3 separate regions of the Mus musculus genome follow, and regions 1 and 2 are each linked to region 3. The links are chromatin contacts, called in public Hi-C and HiCAR-type maps. All regions are on one chromosome and are shown on one strand. Each heading gives the region's core, a stretch centred on a gene start, on an enhancer-like site or on the middle of the called end of the contact. The rest is flanking DNA. Distances are from core to core; before and after follow the strand shown. Region 1 holds the start of Gap43 (growth associated protein 43). Region 2 holds the start of Btla (B and T lymphocyte associated). Region 3 holds the start of Ccdc191 (coiled-coil domain containing 191).

Region 1 (4,458 bases), core at 652-3,151, 1.5 Mb before region 3:
TTAACCCCCTGGCACCTGTATCTGTTACATTCATATATCAAAATGAAGGAAGACATGGGAATAAATGTTTACAAATGTTCCAATGGAAGTATCAGTTTCTGGAACCAAGAGCAGTTAGAGAAATACAGGCAGCAACACCCCCCCTGCCCCGCCTTGCCAGACTTTTCTCCATTCACCCCTTCACAGCCAAGGATCTGCATTTATTTATTTGCTTGTTTGTTTATTGTAGGCTTGCTTCTCCTCTAACTACTTTGGCATTTGGCTTTTACCTCTTTTTCTAGTCCTTCCTCTTCCCCACCCCCCACCCCTCCTTCCAGGGCGCTGGCTGCATGTGGCCAGGCTGAAGGGCTGTTTCCTCTGTACCCTCCCCCATCCCCTTTGGATTCAGAAAGTGTCTAACAAATTGTCCAATTTCCAATACCTGCACAAGAATAATGCCAAATACCCCTGTCTTGCACCCCGCCCTTACAGCAATCAGTTTGCAGAGGGGGTCTACAACCACGACTGCCATCCCACCCCACCCCGCCATGGGCACACTCACACACAGGCACACACACTCATTCCAACCCCACACCCATTTTTTTCTTTCTTAACCTTCTCTAAAAATCACTCAAACATGCTCCTAGGGGTGTTTGAAGGCTACATTTGGAGAGCGTTCCTGTGCTGTGGATGACTGCAGGATCCCAAGCACCCTCACCTCAATTAAGTTTCTAAAACGTCTTTCACGAAATAAGTGAGCAATTTGAAATAAAATGGAAAAAAATAATCTAGGCGGTGGGGGAGGGGAGGTGGGGGATTGGGATTCTAGCTCCTCTTGGACAGTCCCTCATCCTGAGGACCACGAGTCACCCTCCTCCAGGATATTAACACACCTCAGGTCACTGCTAATGCCAGCAAAGACTCACAGGAAGAGGGGAAAGAGAAAAGCCCCGGTTTCCAACAGGTAATACGGGCTCGGCTCCCCTTTCCCATCCCATCTCAGCTCAAAGCTCCTAGGGGCGTGGTCCATCCTCTTCCCGGACCAGCTGGCACACAATCCGTTCCTGATCTCAGGAAGGGGGTTTTCCCCCTCGGCATAGGCAGTTCTCCCCCAACCCTTGTTGTCTTTAGGCTCTCTTTAAAAAATAAAAAATCTCCTAAATCAGTTTCATTCATTCGTTAAATAAATAAATAAAACCTTCACATGTTTTCCCACATACACCTGCGCCCCTTTGAAGCTCACGCGAGCACGAAATCAGGTATCTTCCGCGGCACATGTGAGAAAATTTGAATCACGGAACAGGCAATGTTGAAATGTGACTATAATTCCCCCAGACCTAATTTTCCACAAATAATATCAAGATTAGCTTTTTTGATCTCGTAGATAGAGCCCACATCGTCCCCACACCCCTTTCTGCATCCACACCCTCAAAACCAGAGACCTAGCGGCTGAGCACTTACTAATAGGCGAGGGGAATCATATTTCTAGCCAAGCCGGCATATTTCTCTCCCCTTACCCTAATTAGTAGCAGCATTCCAAAAACCAGATCATGAAAGGCAGAAAAGAATAACGCCGGGATGCAAGCATCAGTTACCGTATGCTAAGGAAGCCAGAGCATCATGCCAGGGCAGAAGCAGTTTTTTTTTAAAAAAAAAAATTTTTTTTTCTGCCTTTCACGAGGAAACCCTGTACTCTGATAATTTCACAACAGCAAAGAAGTAAAAAAGAAATCTTTAGCTCTACCTGTTTGGTTCTTCTCATACAGCACAGCATGGTGGTATCTTCCCCTGCCTTCTTCCTGCCTTCTCTCCTTTCCTCCTCTCTTCCTTATTCCCCCCCTCTCCACCTCTTTTCTGCTCGCTTGCTCACTCGCTCTCTCGCGCTAGCGCGCTCTCCCTCCCTCCCTCCCTCTCCCTCCCTCTCCCTCTCTCTCTCTCTCTCCCTCACACACACCAGGGCAGTTAGCAGCAACTGTAAGGTCCACAGCTATTGCTCACCGCACACGCACATTCTCTCTCTCTCTCTCTCTCTCTCTCTCTCTCTCTCTCTCTCTCTCTCTCTCTCTCTCTCTCTCTCTCTCTCTCCCTCTCTCCCCCTCTCTCTCCCTCTCGTCCCTTCCTCCTCTTTCCTTCCTCTCTCCTTTTCCTTCCTTCCTTCTCCTCTTTCCTCCACTCCCCACCCAATCTTTTTCTTCCTTCTCCCTGGGTCCCTTTCTCAGAATTGTTTGCTAGCTTCCAGTGACTAATCACTTCCCGTAGCCCCTACCCCCATTTCTAGACAGTCACCCCCTCCCAGTCCCCTGCCAGCCTCATGAATATTTAAACACCTCCAATCTGGACCCAATTACCCACTGACTTTCCGCACTGCATTGGGAGGGCTATGGGGTGGGGGTAGAAAGGATATTCCAGAGAGTTGGAGAGATTGGATGGAACATGTTTTAGGGAAGTGGGGCCCGAGGAATGCTCCTGTTTCTTTTCTAACTCTCCTCTTTCCCAGTACCACAAGAAGGAAAATGCAAAGAGGACCTAGAGGTGCACATAAGTTACAGCTGCCATTAGATTTTACGCGCAGTTGATAATCATGGAGGTTCAGTTTTCTCAACACTAACTGATTTTATTTATATAACCTAACTGCACACATATGATACTCTTAGCTATGCACAAATATATCACCTACAAATGTGTCAGTACGCTACACACACACACACACACACACACAGCAGTCAAGCATTCTGAGCACTTGAATGTGGAATAAACTATGGTCTAGGAATTAGACTCCATATCTAAAACTACATAGTGGGTTATTTGCTTATGCACACAAGCTTCTTTGACAGTTGTGATTCTTTCTAATTAGCTTAGTGTCTGTGAATGACAGATTTCTGTAACACTAACATTTAATGTCTTACATTCTGAGAGCAATGGACACAGGTAAACTCTGTCTTGAGGAAAGATGCATACCATGAAGTCCACCTCAGTTCCTTCTAGTGCCTCTGCTATTCTGGGGGGAGGGGGGCGATATGACTTGTAAATCTGTATTGTGCAAAGTTTAGACATTTGGTATTGTGTGGCCTTGGAGAGCCCTTTACATCTATAAAGTGGCTATAATAATGTCAGTCATGCCAACACATTTTAGGACGGGAGGCAATGTGCACAGGACACTCTGGAGCCACTCTTGACATAGGTAGTTTTACAGACAACTTTTCTGAAATGTTGGTAACATTTCTAAGTGACTACGTCAAAGAACTTTCCAGATGATTTCTTATTGTTCATTACTGATGACAAGTATCTAATTAAATAGCTCATGTTGTTCTTTATCCCTCCTAGACATGAACTTTTTTTAACAGACAACGGGCAGACAACGTGCTATCATGTTTATTTTGGAACTGCTGAGAGCCTACTTAATAGATTAAGGGGCACGCCTTTTAAAAGATGGCCAGAGTCAGTGATGGTGATACTAGGGATGATGGTTAGAAATTAACACTAGGGCGTCTCTCTGAGAGTGACCCAATTTACAACGCGAAGCCATTTGTTGCCCCCCCCCCTCCTTGTGTTCCTTGGTTTTCATACTTTATGATTTTCTTTAAAAAAAATACCTACATTCTGGGTTTAATAGTCTCTTAACTTTGCAATAATCCCTGTCAGAGCTGAGTCTTCAAAACCAGCTTCCATGGACATAAGTGACAGAAGAGGGCAGAGAATGGATGAGAAGTGACTCCTAATGGAAACATTGAAGCTAGGGATTAGAATCAGTCTTCTAGTGCTAGAAAGGACCAAAGGGAGGAAGCCCGGCCTGCCTGCAGAGCTGTGAGTGTCGGAGAAGAAATAACTTCTTTTACCTTTTACCACTAAAATGGGGTTTATTGCTCAAGCCATAAGATCATTGTCTTTCCCTTCTCTGTCCTCCGCTACCTCAGAATCTCTCCTAGCTTTCCTTGCTGTTTTGTTTATGGGAAGGAACTTGAAAAACAATGTGGCAGACTACAGTCAGAAAAAGGAGGAATGGAATCAGCCCTGGGTAAGGATTGAACTGCACAATGGAATGTTACACCACAATTGTAGCGCTGGCTTCCTCCTCAGCTTCTGTGAGTTCTTTGTCTGGTGGTCAGTGCCATGGGTACAGCCTGGACCTCATTTTGATGGGATTCCAAGACTGGGGATTTTTGACTTGCTCATCCAGCTAATAGGAGATAAACCTAAGACTTCAAAGCCTTTCAAACAACCAAGCTATATTACCACTCAATAGGTGTATGTACCTCGTTGTTCCTGGTTCTTAGTGAACAACCTAGGGAGACTTGGTGTTAAAATGAGCATCCATCAAGCTCAAACTGTTAGATCCACCCATGAAGAACCATCTTCCAAAATCATAAAGCACCATGTTCTTCAGAAAACACACAGAGCAAGCTAATACATTCACCCCAGACAGCAACCTGTAAATTTCTAACCAAATGCCAGCTCCTTGACTACTCTATTGAATTGGTG
Region 2 (4,726 bases), core at 626-3,125, 1.3 Mb after region 3:
CTGATAAAATATCAGAATGGACATCATTTCAAATTCGTGAGAAGTTTTATAAGATTGCTCCAAATGTTATCTACTTCGTATGAATTCCTTTGTATGAAAAGAAAATCATGAGGCTGGGTAGATGGCTCTGTCAGTAAAGCTCCTTCCGTGCAAGCCTGAGGACCTGTGTTCAGATCCGCTGCAGCCACATAAAAGGCCAGTTATGGTCGTACATTGGGGTGAATGACAGGCGACTCCTGGAGCTCATTGCCAGTTACTCTAGCGAAATGGATGAGCTCCTGGTTCAGTGAGAGACTCTGTCCTAAAAAAAAAAAAATAAAAGTAAGGGGCAGAATCATTGAGAAAGATGTCTGACCCCTGCATATATCCAGCAGAAAGCACACAGCATGTTCATACACCTACATAAACATTTACATACACCCACACACACCGAAAGAAGGAAGAAGAGGAGGAGGAAGAGGAGGGGGAGGGGGAGGAGGAGAGAGAACAAGAACCACTAGAGAACTATGATGGTCTGGAGTTGACAGAGTTTATTTGTGGTTTGGATGATATCTCGAGCTTTAGGATGGGTGGTGATTCAAGGCTTTTCTTCGAAACCTCTTAGGCTATTTTAGAGGTACATTGAGCCTTGTTTCTACTGCCAACAGGAGTTTTGCACCCCATTCTGAGCAAGGAAGGGGGATGAGTTGTATAAAATGAACCATAAGCAGGGTGCTTCCTTGGTCAACAGTGCAGATTCTAGGAGCTCTGCAGACTACCTGTATCATCTGGCGTACCAGGGGTGCGTGAGCATCAGCATGGATTGGCTGAGTTCCTTAAATTCTGGAGCGGCGTTCACTCATGTTGGTATTCCAGCCACTGTGGCTTATCTGGACAAATATGCAATAGGTACCCTAAATGGAGTTTGGCCTTGGAAGGGTACCATTAGCCTCTGAGGGAAAGATTTCTCAATTTCATTCAATGAGTTAAACTGCACAGGTGCCACCTCTCCATTTGGAATTACCAAATTCCTGTTGTTATAAGCTAGTGATTGAACGTGGGCTGCGTGCCCACAGCCCCTCAGCAACCCTGAGCTATCCAATTTTGAACTTTTTCCATTTCTTACTTTACTGCTTCATCTCGACAACAACCACATAAAGCATGCGGAAAATGAAAGTTTCCTCTAATTGGCACTCAAGTGCTCATTTTGCTTAGAACTTTAATATTTAGGAAGATCGTGTAGCTAGTACTAACGGCAAGCATGTATTCCGTTGATAGGCATCTACAGACTGAAGAAGGAGGCCCTTCCCTCTTCTGTTGATGAAATGCACCCTGTCAGTCATTTTCTCCATAACGTCAGATAAGTCTTCATTGGTTTCATGACAAGGAACATTCTCATCTTACTGTGCCTTTATGGGAGCATGGGGGGAGGGTTGTAAGATACATTACACTGATGAAGTATCATAATCACAAACTATAAAAAGGGGAAATATATGCTTACCATAGGTACTTTTTGTATGAATTTCCTGACCCTGATTTGATCAGAATCTAAACCTAAAGACTGTAACAATTTAGATCTTTTTTTTTTTAAGTTTAATTGTTCACTTTGAGAAAAACCTCAAGGTTATGCAAGAATGGTGGCAGAGCGGAAGCAAGGAGCCAGCTGCTTTGCACATCAGAGGGCTTGAAAGAGAACAGCAGGTCGGATCAGAAACAAAACCACAGCAGGGCCTCTTGCTCTCACAAATCCTTCGGACTACTCACACTGTCCTCTCCCACCAGGTCTCCTGATTTGATTTAAATTAATTAATTTATTTTGGCCTAAGATGCTGCTAGTGTGAATAACGTGACCCAGCTCTGAAGATCTCTAGGGAGGAAGAGGAAGTTTGCCCTTACCTGACACGTGCTGGGAATGAAGACAGTGCCTGCCATGCTTGGGACTCCTCGGTTATTTAGGGAATTCTTCATCCTCCATCTGGGCCTCTGGAGCATCCTTTGTGAGAAAGCTACTAAGAGGAATGGTAAGGGACCTACTAAGAAAGCTGGTTTTCTTCCTCGGGGTTCCTGTCAGTGATAGTTGAGCTTGCTCTGTGGAGAGGGATGTTCATGTCCAGGGCATATATAGCTCAGAGTGATGAGTCCCTTTTGCTTCTTGAAAACGCTCCAGGATGTGAGTGAAGTTAGGACATGCTACTCACCTGGCTACAGAGCAAAAACTGATCCATAGCTGGAGCTAAGTTTCCTAAAACCAGGTCCTGATGGTAAGTGAAGAGATTTGAGCAGATGTTATAAATGTGTCAGTACAGATTTGTCACTATTACAAAACTCTCTGTGGCTGCCATGCTAACAGAAAAGACTTGTTACGTTCATGTCTTGGTATCAGATGTCAGCAGGATGTTGTAGTGCTTACTGGGGTGGGAAAGCTTTTGGATACTTGTGGTTATAGCTGTGGCCATGGTTACACTCAAATAATGTTCAATCTAAATAGACTGCCTCCTTCTTTCTGTGGGGTATACTATGAGAATACTGTGGGGTGTACTATGAGAGTACTAAGCAGGCTTCTCGATGTGAGGCTGAAGAGTAAATCATGAGTGTCGCTTTAGTTTGTCTGGACAGGATGATTTGTGAATGGTCGCCAACTGAAAATAGGAAACAATTCTCCATAGTTTATGAAGACAAGGTCTGTAATGCTTGGGATCCTTGGGTTATTTATCTTCCACCATCACACGTGTAGCAACTGGGCACATTCGTGTTGGATTGAAAAATAGAACCACTGAGGTCCTGTGGAATGTCATCTTGAAATCTGGAACTGTGAGGTTTAGGATTCAATGATCTGATGTCACAAGACCACCTAGCCAAGAGCAGAGTAGAACTTCTTCTTAGTCATTCAAGCCCTTGTTTATTATTACCCACCTCTGAAAGACAAGAGGAGTCAAATATTAATTCTATTTAATTCTAAGGGACCTCTTGCAGACTGGACTCTGTGAAACAAAGGAAATATTTTTAATTTTATAGCACAATTGGGGTTGTAATTCGCATTATATTCTTCTACCCAGTATGTTATAATCTGGTATTTATTACGCACAGAAACTTGGTTATCAGGTGGGAGTATTTATTCCCTCTGCTACTTACATTATGAACTCAGTTAAGTTTCTTCTCCTTTCTTAGTTTTCCTTTCTTCATTAAAAAATATATAATTATACCTAGCAGTTGGCCTTTTCTTATACCTATAGTGCCTAGCTATGGTAAGTAGATGCAATTAAAGCTTGATAAATGTTAATGGTGACCTTTGCCAATAGTTTTTTCCTTCAGTACCTTTGATAAAATCCAATTAAATGAGAACTTAGGTTTAACATTAAAACCTTAAGTAGATCTAGTTTTAAAAATCGCCAAATGCTATAGATATTTAGTTATGAAGTAAGATTATAATGCAGGCATACATTGTAGAATGTTTAAATCAATTGAGCTAACTTGCCTATGACCTTACATACTTATCATTTTAAATTTACCAGATCTTAATTTTAAAATAATTAGCTGTAGTCACTGTGTTTTGACTAGAACATTTTACTTATGTCTAGCTCTGACTTCATGCTTTGTTATTAATGTCTCACTAATACTTGCTTCAAATAATTAATATTTTGTTTGAAATTTTTATCCCCAAACATAATAAATCAATATATAGAGAAAATGAAATGGAAAGATTTAGATAAGCACAGGCCAGGTGCCTTATTCAGCAGTTTTTATGGTGGATTACAATGTTGCTCATATTAAATTACTAACATAGACTGGGTGTTGATAGGATGGCTCAGTGGGTAGAGGTGCTTGCTGCCAAATCTGATAAATTGTGTTCAATCCCTAGGACCCACATGGTAGAGGGAGAAAACTTAACCTGGAATCTTGAAAGTTATTAATATTCTCTCTAATCCCTATTCATGTGTTATCCCCCCAAACACACACACACACACTCCAGTGCACATGCACACACACATGTGCATATACACATTAAATAAATGTAATAAAATATATTTTAAAAGAATATAGGTCGAGAAAGGAGCATTTGGTGAGTTTTGGAAGGGTGGTTCAGTGATAGAGCACTTACGTAACATAATGAGGGCTTAGACTATTCTCAGCACCCTGCTGTCCCCTCCCTTCAAAAGAAGAATGTAAAAAGTAATCTTTTGTAAAAATTTATTCTTCTGGACAAAACCGATAGTGGATACATTCCTTAAAATTATACTAATGACATAAATAGCCTTTATAGTCTGAAGAAGTCCTATGACTTTCAGTAACTATGGAATTCTTTACAACACTATATTTTCAACTTATTTAAGGATGGTTTAACAATATTTCCCACCGTTATAGTAATATGAAATTCTAAGGAGGTGGGTTTTTGTGTTTCTCAAGAGTGGGGAAATACAGAGAAAAACTCCCCTAGTTTCAAGACCATCATTTCTCTCCTGATTGAAGTAGAGTAGAAATCACTGCTCCTCAGGACGCCTGAAAGATGAAAATCAAGTTGAGCTGGTAGGTCTCGTTAACATTTTTTGCCTTTTCCCTAATTGCCATGTTCATCTAATGAACAACCTGGAGTTCACATCCATCACAAATAGTCCACAGTTCCCAAGTCATCAGTAGGAGAAACCGAGGTGTTCAGCTCTGAGCTGGATGGGAGTGGCTCACTTCATTTTCATTTGTGATACTAGAAAAGGAAAGTGGACACTGGGGAACAATGGGTGGATTTTTAACC
Region 3 (4,272 bases), core at 599-3,098:
TTATTGGGTACTTACCATGCTTGATACATTAACTACATTAACCCTCAAAACAAATACAACACAGACCCTACTCACCTTTATTTTATAAACTAGTCAAGTGAAGCTAATAAAGTCGCTGTGGGGTGTGAGTAAGAATGGCCCCCACAGGCTCATATATTTGAATGCTTAGTCACCAGGGAGTTGTACTATTTGAAAGGATTAGAAGGATAAGAGTTATGGACTTGTTGGAGGAAATGTGTCACTGGCTTTTAGGTTTCAAAAGTACATGCCAATTCTCTTTGTTCCTATGGATGAGAATGCAGTTCTCAGCTACTGCTCAGGCGTCTGCCTGCATGCCAACATGCTTCCTGCTGTGATGATAATGGACTAAACCTCTAAAACTGTAAGCAAGCCCTCAATCAAACGTTTTCTTTTATAACAGTTGCTTTGGTCATGGTGTCTCTTCACAGCAACAGAACAGTGACTAAGACAGTTACCAGTAGTAACTGGCAGAGTTGTTACTGGAATTATAGATGTATTAGTTTTAGAGGCTATAATATAGGCTAGTGGCTTAAAAGAAACTGAAATTTGTCAAATACAATGTTTCCATATTAACTGTGATAGTTCCCATTTTGCTACAGTGTAATTGTTCTTTTCCCATCTTGCCCCTCTACCTCTAAGCCATCTTCTCCAAATTGACAGCCTTTCTCCAGACTCATCCAAACATTTAAACACACTTGTTCTCCAAAAATGGACACACACTGTATTATATGCACTTCTCTGAACTCTGCTTTTCATTCAGGAAAAAATAGGCACACCTTCCAAAAAATCGCCATGAAACTAACTCTTCCAAAAGAACTAACTACCATTGAGACAGCGGAAAGTCTGAACGTAACACAGCCCATTCAACAATGTTCTTACTGGTTCACACTCAAGTTAGAGGGCAGGTGCTAGGTCTATGGGGCACAGCTTTCCTTATCATATTTCCACCAGTTTATAGTTTGGTTTAGATTCCCTGGCAGAATGTTTTACACACGTTGCTTTTTCAATCATTACAATACTCCCAGGGTTTAGGTACAATCCCATTTTGCCAGTAAGTAAGCTGAATTGCCAACAAGTGGCCGGGTCCAAAGCTCCAGTTCTGAATTTCTGCCCTGCCTTGAAAGCACACACGCCTTCAGTGGGCTGTTCATGACAACATCCAGGCATGGCTATTTAGATTCAATTTTCCCTTAGTTCCATTAGCCATCCCAGGAGCCCTAGACTTTCCTATTCGTATAGCTTCCCAAGTAACTGCTAAACTCAGAAAAACTTGCAGCTGAGAAGCTCATTCTCTGGCAGAGGCCAGGAGAACGGAGGTCCTTTTCTTTCTGAACTGTAACTGGCAATCACACTGGGAGACTCGGAGCTGGCAAAAGCCTAGACCAACAAGAAACCAAGTAATGACGAGGTGGGAACAAGACTGCAACGCAATAAAAAAAAAAAAAAAGTGGGCGCTATTCACCCTCCCTCAACAAGGAAAAGGAACACTCACCGGTTGATAACACAACTCCGCACCCTCAGGACCCTTAAACTCTTCGCAAGAGATAACACGTGTTCCGACTCGTAGAACCCTTGGCCCACTAAACCACGGTCTCCGCCGCAGAGCCAATCCGGAATTTCTGCGTCATCACCAAGCGCCAGAATTACGCAAAGGCCCTGCTAAAGAAGCCCAGTGACCTCCGCCGATGCCATAGTAACAGCGTGAAAGCAAGCTTCCCGCGCAACGCCTCCTGGGAGTAGTAGTTCCGGAATGTCTGACCCCTGTCTAGCTGCTAGGTGGCAGAACTACAACTCCCAGAACCACCTGAAAGCAGTCTGGGAGGAGGCGCAGTTGTCTCTGTTGTGGCCGAAGTCTAGGCCCGAGAGTGCAAAACGTGCTGCTGGCGCCCCAGGGAGGGTCCGCCTCAAAGAAGAAGATGGAGCTGAGTCGCTGGAAACGGTTATCAAGGAAGCTGAATCTCAAGGTGATCCCAGTCGGGAGCTTTGAGGAACATGGGCCGGCCCTAGGCGCCACACAGTCCTGAAGCCAGCCGCTTCCCGCCCTGCGCTTCCTCACTCTTCCCCCGGGGGCATCCTTACCTGGCCTTGGCTACCCTAGAGCCTGCACAGCCCTAGGTAGCGTGATTTAAGGAGCCAAAGGGTCTGTGTACTCACTACTGTGATGGGCTGCATCCTGTAAGGATTATTTCTATCTATGGAGAGGTCTCCTAGTGTCCATCATGGTGAGGGGAATTTGCCCCTAATCCTTACTCTGCCACCAATTTTAGGAAACTTTCCGCACATTTTCTTCTGCCCCCTTCAAATCTGAGTTAAGGGGTCTTTAAAAGGAAAAAAAAAATCATCACACGAAATTCTCTGACGTTATCCCTTATATCTTTCCCTTTCCAGTTTTACACAAGGTATCTAAAATGAACCCAGAAGTCCAGATGGTTGTATCTCAATACTTTATCCATATGGTTATCTCTAAATTTCACGAGCATTCAAAGTTAGAGCCTCCCTGTATCTCTTACCTCTTCTGTGTATTAGCACCTAAAGGCATCAGGAGGTTGAGGAAGAATTGGGGTGGGGGTGGGGGGTAATTAAAAATAAAAGAGACACCATTTAAAACTTGGAACATTACAAAAGTCACAGCCATGCAAAGTCACAGCCACACCAAGTGTGCCTTCCAGAATACCTCTTAACAGTCACAAAAATAGATGCTTTAAATGTAAAGGAGAGTATTGAAATGGAGGGGCTTCAGCTTTCAGCAGCAGAGCAGTTTCACCAGCTGCTCTTACCTTTCAGTTTTACTTTCCTGTAAAAAGAAAAAAAAATCCTCTTAGACGAGTGGCTTTTGTGGGGGCCCCAGGTAATCATTCTTGTGGGTTATCCTAAATATAGCAGCTGTGTGCACAGGGCACATTCCGCTTAGTGAAAACCATGCTCCAGATACCAGAGGGCACAGGCCAGAGCATTAGTGAGTGGAAACTGAGGTTGCTCCATTGCATAATAGATGGGGCCCGAAATAGCATATGAATATAGATTTGATGATGCAAGGCAAAAAAAAAAAAAAAAAAAAAATTGGGACAACTTAGAACTACAAAAAGAGGGATTTTTCCCCCCTGATAGTGCTCATTATTACTGTCTAGAGGATAAAGTAAAATCCATGAGCGCCTTGAAATTCAACTGTGTTTGAATAAGATCAGCTCTTTCTTTGTTGCCATGACAGTTATTTAGACAGAACAGCTGCATTAATTGTGTGTAAGGTGAGATGAAGGTGAAGTGTTAGGTAAGTGAGGGAGGATATTATACCCTTTACAGCAACTTTCTTGTGCCAGTTGATTGGTTTCTTGTCCCGTTGTTTTAAAAAAAAAAAAAAACAAACCCCGAATATTTTTGCAAAGCAAATCCCCTTGCTTACTCAGTGGCTGTTAGAGTTCTGTGAGCTTCTGGATGTCAGAGAACAGAGGAGGCTCCCTGTGGTCTCCATTTCTCAGTTCAGGTTAATAGCTGACTGATCTGGGTAGAGATTAATTTGTTTCGTTCGTTTTAGGCTTGGTACAACAGTACAAGTTGAGTAGTTTTGTTCCACACCCCCCACTCCTGTTTTATCAGACATCTCAGGTGTAGGAAGGACTGGAAGGCATCTGGCTACTTCTACAAACAGGAAAAGAAAGGACCATAACAGTCGTTAAGCAGAAAATGGCAGAAAGAGGTGAACTAAACAGTGTTTGTATGGGTTTCATGAGAAGTAATGTTTCTATACCCGAATATAGAATACATACTTCTATACGTTGACTCTTAGCCCTGGAGAACTAAGACATAAAAAAAAAAATGCTGATGCCTAGACTACAGACCTAGTACATTACAATCTCAAGGTAGCCAGGAGTGATAAGGATGTCACAGACAAGGCCTCCTGTTTCTTCTCCTGTGGTTTAATGCGCGTTCCCTGCTAGTCAGTGCTGAACTTGCCAGTGAAAAGTTGGGAGGAAAGGATGAAGGCTACCTTTCCATATGCTTTAGTGAGAAGACAGCTTAAAGACAGTAGTGTTGCTGAAGCTATTGCTATGCATTAATAGTTTGTATCTATTTCCTACAGTCTTCATTTGAGCCTGATAATGTGGGGCACTGGATTAAGGTAAGGCATTTCAAAATCAAACAGGAAGCATAAGGCTCAGGTGTCATGATAGATCTCCAGTGTGCATACAGGTGACTGTTGCTATTCCTGTACGATTTTGTATGTCACCTCAATTTTAGATTTTCTAACATCTT

Evidence for each region. Hi-C and Micro-C count contacts between places; a contact is called where the count stands out from the background. HiCAR-type assays count read pairs that join an accessible place to other places.
Region 1: a contact with region 3 is called in a HiCAR-type map of astrocytes, with 4 times the contacts expected there. The contact joins the promoter of Gap43 here to the promoter of Ccdc191 in region 3. A contact is called at or near these places in 1 of 39 promoter capture datasets (cranial neural crest) and 2 of 115 datasets of contacts at active chromatin or transcription factors (astrocytes and embryonic forebrain).
Region 2: a Hi-C map of B cells shows a contact between it and region 3, with 6 read pairs. The contact joins the promoter of Btla here to the promoter of Ccdc191 in region 3.

The regions. Positions count from the first base shown.
Region 1 is chr16:42,338,750-42,343,207 of GRCm38.p6, forward strand. It overlaps Gap43 (growth associated protein 43), which reads right to left and starts at 1,902. Exons shown (of 3, transcript NM_008083.2): 1 at 1,724-1,902. The coding sequence starts at 1,753.
Region 2 is chr16:45,222,462-45,227,187 of GRCm38.p6, forward strand. Btla (B and T lymphocyte associated) reads left to right here and starts at 1,876. Exons shown (of 6, transcript NM_001037719.2): 1 at 1,876-2,000. The coding sequence starts at 1,892.
Region 3 is chr16:43,888,054-43,892,325 of GRCm38.p6, forward strand. It overlaps Ccdc191 (coiled-coil domain containing 191), which reads left to right and starts at 1,849. Exons shown (of 16, transcript NM_027801.1): 1 at 1,849-1,985. The coding sequence starts at 1,938. It overlaps Qtrt2 (queuine tRNA-ribosyltransferase accessory subunit 2), which reads right to left and starts at 1,623. Exons shown (of 9, transcript NM_001356329.1): 1 at 1,514-1,623.